2 separate regions of the Ovis aries genome follow, and region 1 is linked to region 2. Evidence: chromatin contacts called from public Hi-C data. All regions are on one chromosome and are shown on one strand. Each heading gives the region's core, a stretch centred on a gene start, on an enhancer-like site or on the middle of the called end of the contact. The rest is flanking DNA. Distances are from core to core; before and after follow the strand shown. Region 1 overlaps LOC106991099 (a long non-coding RNA gene). Region 2 overlaps LOC106991099 (a long non-coding RNA gene).

What was found. Hi-C and Micro-C count contacts between places; a contact is called where the count stands out from the background.
Region 1: a contact with region 2 is called in a Hi-C map of liver, with 5 times the contacts expected there. The contact joins two enhancer-like sites. A contact is called at or near these places in 10 of 16 Hi-C or Micro-C datasets (blood, hypothalamus, liver and 5 more).

Annotation. Positions count from the first base shown.
Region 1 is chr4:96,398,050-96,401,422 of ARS-UI_Ramb_v3.0, forward strand. The region is part of intron 4 of LOC106991099 (a long non-coding RNA gene); the gene reads right to left. It overlaps LOC132659707 (a long non-coding RNA gene), which reads left to right. Exons shown (of 3, transcript XR_009600446.1): 3 at 1,056-1,443. Among named protein-coding and RNA genes, the nearest start is that of MIR29A, 110 kb to the left of the region's middle. Within about 2 kb of position 1,907, at least 9 of the 54 cell types and tissues checked have an H3K27ac peak or open chromatin away from gene starts, as enhancers often do. A contact at or near this core is called in liver, where this site is marked.
Region 2 is chr4:96,303,320-96,306,691 of ARS-UI_Ramb_v3.0, forward strand. LOC106991099 (a long non-coding RNA gene) reads right to left here. Exons shown (of 12, transcript XR_009600443.1): 8 at 3,316-3,372. Among named protein-coding and RNA genes, the nearest start is that of MIR29A, 14 kb to the left of the region's middle. Within about 2 kb of position 1,287, at least 29 of the 54 cell types and tissues checked have an H3K27ac peak or open chromatin away from gene starts, as enhancers often do. A contact at or near this core is called in liver, where this site is marked.

The DNA of each region.
Region 1 (3,373 bases), core at 657-3,156, 95 kb after region 2:
CATCCTCACTGGAACTACCTTCCGACCACTCTTCCTGTATGTCCCCTACACGTTCTCAGAAAATCAACACACTGCAAAAACACAGAGCTGAGAGAAATAATAGCTACCTTTAACATAATGCTTCCTCGATGGCAGGCACAATTCTAAATGCTCTGTATATATTAACTTCTCTGACCCTCAACAGTTCTTTGAGGGGGGTACTATTACCATTATCATACCTGTTGGATGCATCCAGAGGGTAAGTGACCTGCCCAATGACCAACAGCAGGGTGCCCTGTGCACCTCCCCTAGGCGATACTACTCTCTGTGCTTAGCTCTCTAGCCCCTTGAAAAGGTAAAATTACAAGAGCTATTTTCCATTATGGGATATCTAGCTGAGTTTTCCTCTGCAGTAGGGGTTTCTTAAAGCTACTTTCCTGGGAGGAATATTATCAGAGCCAGTCTCCACCTTTAACCCTGCCGCTCAAAAAGCCATATAAGCTGGAAAAATCCCAAAGCTCAAACCACAATTCCCGGGCTGCCTGATTAGAAGCAGTTCCAAGCTTTGATCCCTGTTAAAATGTAAAAGTTCTGGGAGGTGTACTCTTTATGCTATTATCAGTTGGTAGTGAAAGTTGCGTTGTTATCTTTTCAATGGTAAGTTTAATGATAAGAACTTCAGGTGGTTTCCAGGCATCTGGTTCACCTGTCCAGTGTGGACTTGTTCTCTGCGGGGTGCCTAGGACTCTCTAGGACTCAGCACATAAACAGGTGCTCAATATGCCAGTGTGGGTGAGCAAGTGAATGGCTGAATGGCCATAACTCTTGCAGAGGTCAGGCTTAGCGCACATTTATGAAGCAGGTAGGTCTTCAAGTGGCAGCCAAGTTGGGCAAAAGTATCCCTGGAAAGGGGTGGGTGGGGTTGCTAAGTCGTATCCCAATCTGTGACCCCCCCAGACTGCAGCCTGCCAGGCTCCTTTGTCCATGGGGATTCTCCAGGCAAGAATACTGGAGTGGGTGGCCATTTCCCTCTCCAGGGATCAAACCTGCATCTCTTGTGTCTTCTCCATTGATAGGTGGATTCTTTACCACTGAGCCACCTAGGAAGCCTGAAAAGATCTACAGAACAAGAAAATCCCTGTCTCATGCTAACAACTTTGAAAGAAACTCCAGGCATATTTAAGTATGAAAAGGATCCTAACTTTGAATTTATTAAGAATGGATTCTGTTTTTAAATGTATAGAGAGTTAATGCGTTAACGAAAAAGGTAATCTAACAGGGCAGTGATATCGACATGACTTTCCTTCTCCCTAACATTCTCATACCCAAGTCCTGTATGTCCTCCACAATTATTTTCTCTCCCAGGGACCCTTCCCTGGTTTCCTGGCCAGAAGAGCTCGCTCCCCACTTTGTACTCAAAGTTACTTTGCTCTTTGTGCACATAAACACATTTTATGAAAGGTATTTTTTTTTCTCGTCTGCATTACCTGGCTGTCTCCAACTATCTCTGTATTTCAGAGAACAAAGCATTTTTCCTAACATAAATCAGCTCCCAGTCAATATAGACTAATGTTTTTGAAAAGACTCCTATGAAAGTGCTCCAAGGATATACCACCATCTGTTTCTAATGTTCAAATATAATTTGGATAGTTTAGAAGCTATAATTAAAAAAAAAAAGACACTGCAATCACTGCATATACACAGGGTCATGTGCCAAAGACCCTGTGTGAACATCCAGGAGGTCCCTGCAGCAGGCCCCCCTGGCCCCACCATGCGCACATGTGGACATCCTGTAAGTGTGACACAGGAAAGGGAAGCTGTAGCTCCGTCCTGATCGTGTGAAAAATACCATGTGCACAGTCTGCTCTCAAGAGGTTGCTCAAGCAAGTACATGAACACAGACCGCACCCCAGCGTCGGCTGCCATTAACTGCGGGTGAGGCACATGGGGCATCTGTATGGCCTTGCTTTCATCACAGTAGAAAGTCCTCTGTGATAATACCCTGCTTGAGAGAGGGTAAATATTTATTCTAAGAATTAGATGCTTCCTGTATGACTTTAGATTTATGATAAGGAATGTGAGCAATTGTTTCCATAAGTTTAGTTACGGGTTACAGTTTTGAAACAAATATTCCCTACCTTAGACTAACCGAGCCAAAAACCATCCTGGGATCCCAAGGCAAGCTGTTTAAAAACAAAACCAAAGCAAAACCCCCCTGTTACAATTTGGAAGTAATCATCTATATGAACAGATTTTTAAAAAAACATTACGCATTTAAAGCAAAGTATACAACTTTATTCAACACAGCTGATAATGTGAATACAGCCATTATAGTTATCATCAACCTGATTTAAAGTTTTTTCATTATATCTTAAGGGTGTCATTGTTCTTAGTGACTCTTCAGTAAACATTATAAATGTAAACTCCAAAAAAAGGTAAAGTACAAGTAAATACCACTCTTTTTTATATGATAGTTTCATTTCATTTGATGAAAGGATTCTCTGCCTCCACAAAAGTTTAAAAACTTCTGTTAGTTTTTCTCAAATCCCAGTCTCCGGAGCGGCTGCAGGAGACCTGGATGAGCTTTTTGAACATACAGTTTTCCTAGGCTCCTTTCTCGGCAACTCCCTTCCAGTAGGTATGGAGTGAAGGTGAGGATATGGCAAGGGGTAGGGAGGGGCAGGGAAGGGAGAGAAGGCGAAAAGGACAGTGAGAGCGGCTCAGGTGTGTTCCTGTCCGACTCTGCCACCCCATGGACTGCACACCGCCAGGCTCCTCTGTCCACGGAATTCTCCAGGCCAGAACACTGGAGTGGGTTGTCATTCCCTTCTCCAGGGGATCTTCTCAGCCCAGGGATTGAACCCAGGTCTCCTGCACTGCAGGTGGATTCTTTACCACCTAAACCACCAGGGAAGGAAACCACTGATCTAATCAACACACAACTGTCTTCACAGAATTTTTGGTCAAATGCTTTGGTAAAATCAAAGCAAAATATGTCAACAACCACCCTTAACATGTGAACTCTTAAAAGTTAGTTTTTATTATTTGTCCTTCATGAACTCGCACTGGACCTACTAAAATCATTTACTTTCCTTAAAGTTCATAAACATCTATTTAACTGTCTGTTTTGTTGGTGATCAACAGCCAGAGCATTTGTTTGGCTTCCAGAACCTCTTGCTTTACTTAAAATTTGGACAAAGCTTGTTTCGCTCCTGTCTTCAACCCCCTTTTAAATTCTGTATGATTTTTCAACATTTAGTCAACACTGGGGTTTTTTGAGATACTTGCCAGCTCCATGCAGCACCATTAATTTGTAACAGTCATCAAAGGCTATCTCCCCCCACACTGAACTACACTTCTCAGGGCACTGCTGCAGTTCTGCACTCTTACAATT
Region 2 (3,372 bases), core at 37-2,536:
CTGTCCATATTTTTTTGTGTGGCTCACAGAAAATAAAACAATAGGGAAAACCCAACTTCCTAGTCACAGCTCACAGCATCTTTGGCAACTAAGTAGTGAGTTCCATGGCCTTGCTGAAAACTGTCCCAGGCTTGTCAGAGCAAGGAAATACACCCAGTGCTCAAGACAACCTGCCCAAGAAAACGACTGGGGTTCTGCCTTCAGGGGCACCTCAGCAGTAGAGAATAACGAGGCTCACAGTGTATAAAGCGTAAAAAATTAAGCCTTTAAAGGTAAAGAACTGCATACTCGGAAAGCCAGCGATGTGGTCTCTGACTGTGAAAACTCAAACAGTGGTCACGACATAGCTAACCGTGTAGAGCTTTTGCATTTGGTCAGTGTCTGATTAATCGTCACCAGACTTGTCATGGCCTTATAGGAACTGAGTAAGCTGGGAGTGTTTCCCGAGAGCCACTGTTCAGCTGTGAACATGTAGACAGCCTTCTGTTTTTGTCTTTTGGAAAATCTAATCAGTTGAAATGACGACTTGGTGGTCAGACTTGCACTTCTCTAGCTACTTGAAAAAGGCTTATTTTGCCAGGCAAGGAGTGAGATTATGGTTAACTCGGTTTTTTTAGACTGAGGTCATCTCTATTCATTGGTGTAGTAAACAAGTCAGACTAAAAAAAAAAAAAAAAAACCCTTCCTTTCAAGAGTAACATTGCATTTTTATCTTCTCTGGGATGAAATGAAAGCACCGTAATTTTTAAAAACAACATCCACCAGAGTATCTAAGAATGATATAGAAAACTTAAAAAAAAAGAAAAAGAAACCTTAAACCTCATTTGCTCATTTCTAAGGATACTGGCAGCTTAGGTATCCTATCACTCCATGTCATTTTATTCCTTGAGCGCTCTTATTGTACAAGGTCAAACAGAATCGTAAGCCAACATTTTCAAAACCTCTTCATTCCATTCTTAAAGATATCCATCAATGGATAATTTGTGTCTGTTCAATTAAAACAACCACAGCCCCTGTAACTGTTGAGAAAAGCCCTCTGCGCTTGCCAAAGACACCAGCCAGGAAGGACCATCAGGACAGTCTCCTTTTTGGTCTCCCGGGGCCTCAGTTTCACTTTTCCTATCAGCTTGATGACACCCAGGACACATAAAGGATCCCTTTCTCGGCAGCACCGACGGTGCCCTGAGATCCTTGCACAGCAAGGCGGGGTGGGAGGCCTCCCCGGTTTGCCTGGGCCGGCCTCGCCAGGGCACTGTTCCCAGGGCGGTGACTCAGCTCTGGAGGCCACCTGCTGCGGGGGCGCTGCCACCTTCCGGGTCACTGCCAGTCATGAGGGTACAGGGACAGGGCAGAGCTGAATGGACTCAAAGAATCAACAGCTCAGAGCCAGGTCAAGGGCAGTGCCGGAAGCAGAGCCTTTGTTTACAGAAAGCCCAGCATTTCCAGGAGAGGCTGTGTGTGTGGAGGGGCTTCCCACCTGGGTGCTGAGCGTCTCGGGCAGCACCGAGACGGTGGGCCTTGGGCCATGGTGTTAAAATGAGGGCAGGGCCATGGGACAGCTCCCACTTTCACCACCACTTTGATCAGATCACCATGGCTTTCACAGGCAATAAAGGGTGCCCACTGCTGCAAGATACCCCCACTGCATTTGAGGTCTGCCCATCACCTTCCATCTCTTACGTCCACCCTTCCTCCAGGGCAGCCTCCTGCCTTCCCTTAGGTAAAACCTCTGCTCCAGCTAAAATAAGCCGCCCCCAGCACTCTGCCCTGCAGGGCTCGCTCCCTCTCTGTGCTTCTGTTTTGAGAGGCCGATTGGGCTGCTAGCAGTCAGACACAGGGCTATCCCACCTCGGATTCTCCTCGTTCTCTGCCTTTTCTCTGAGCTGAACCTTTAAGGTCCAGTTCAACCTTCCCTACTTTACACGGCCTCCCTGGGCCACTTGGGCATGTCACCTTCTGCACTCACCAGCACTTAGGTCTCAACTGCAAACCCACCTGATGTGCACTCAGGCTCTAATGTGTTTCGGTCAGTGACAAACACTTAAGGGACCTGTGCTCAGAGTGTGAGGAGAAAAGACAGGACCCTGCGGCAGGAGTCTACCTCTCTCCCTCCTGCCGCAGGAGACTCACGTGCGCGCATTGCCGTCGAGCACATGCAAGGAGCTCTGCAGGCTCAGCAGGCTTTATAGAGGAACTCTAGGCTGGGTTTTAAAGGAAGAGGAGGGTTTTAAAGGAGGGACAAGGTTGGACAAGGGAGGGAGGTGGGTTGTTCAGAAACAAGATGGCACGTTCTCTTGAGCATCTCTGCAGCTTTGGGTTCAAGGGTAGGAGGCGCTGGGGGCCGGGATCTGAGCTCAAAGGACTTGGCCCGACTGGCTGAGTACCTGTGCTGTATGAAATGCATCAACGGGGTTACTCCTGGGTGAGAGAGAAAGACGGCAGGGCCCGCTGCGCCCGGAAGTGCTGAGGGGTGGGGCACTTGGACATACATTATCACATTCAATCACCACCATGTTCTTGAGCCATTTGTTTGGCAATTAATCACATGCTGCCTTGTGACATGATCACCCCGGCTATCTCGTCCCCGATGTGGCCTGCATGCTTGTTTTCTCCCCAGCTGGACAGTCAGCCCCGTGCAGGCCCCGAAGGCCTTCCCTCTGACTGCCCACAGTGGCCAGCGCAACGCCTCATACCCACAGAGAGACAGTAACACACGTCTTTCTTCCTCCCTGGTCTTTTTTTTTTTTTAATAGAAGTACAGTTGACTTAACAGACACTCCAGGATGTGCTTCTGCCATATCTCCTGCTAAATAAGTAATTAAGTCCATCAGGAAGTAATTCTTGAGTCCTAGACTCTGGACAGTACTCAGGGTACGTGTCAAAAAGGGTGTGCAGTACAGGTGGGTGGGTCCTGCTGCGGAATCTGGAGGGTGGGCAGGAAGGAGAGTTCAGCCAGCTGCTCTGTGAGGCGAGGCTTCCTTCCATCCACCTTGACTTCTGCGCCTTCGCTCTGGGCCTGGAGCTTCGTTGAGCTCTTTCCCAAGCTCCACCCAGCCCAGGAAGAAGTCGGCGACCCGGGCCTTTGCCTGCGTCTACTCTGCGTCCCTTATTCCTTGTAAGTGGTGACAGCAGTGACAGCCAGACATGCTGACACAGCGAGTCTCCCCCTCGGGCAGCTTGCGTCTCGTGGGAGACGGAGAACAGACCTGGGTCTAACACAGCGTGCCCACGTTTTCCCCACTTTCCTCCTCCCTCTTATCACATCACATTACATCATCTAACCTAAGGCAGAGGGCTCCCTGGAGGAGGTGATACCTGAGATGGCTCTTCAGAATGCACAGGTTATTAGCAGGTGAGCAGATGAGGAAGACA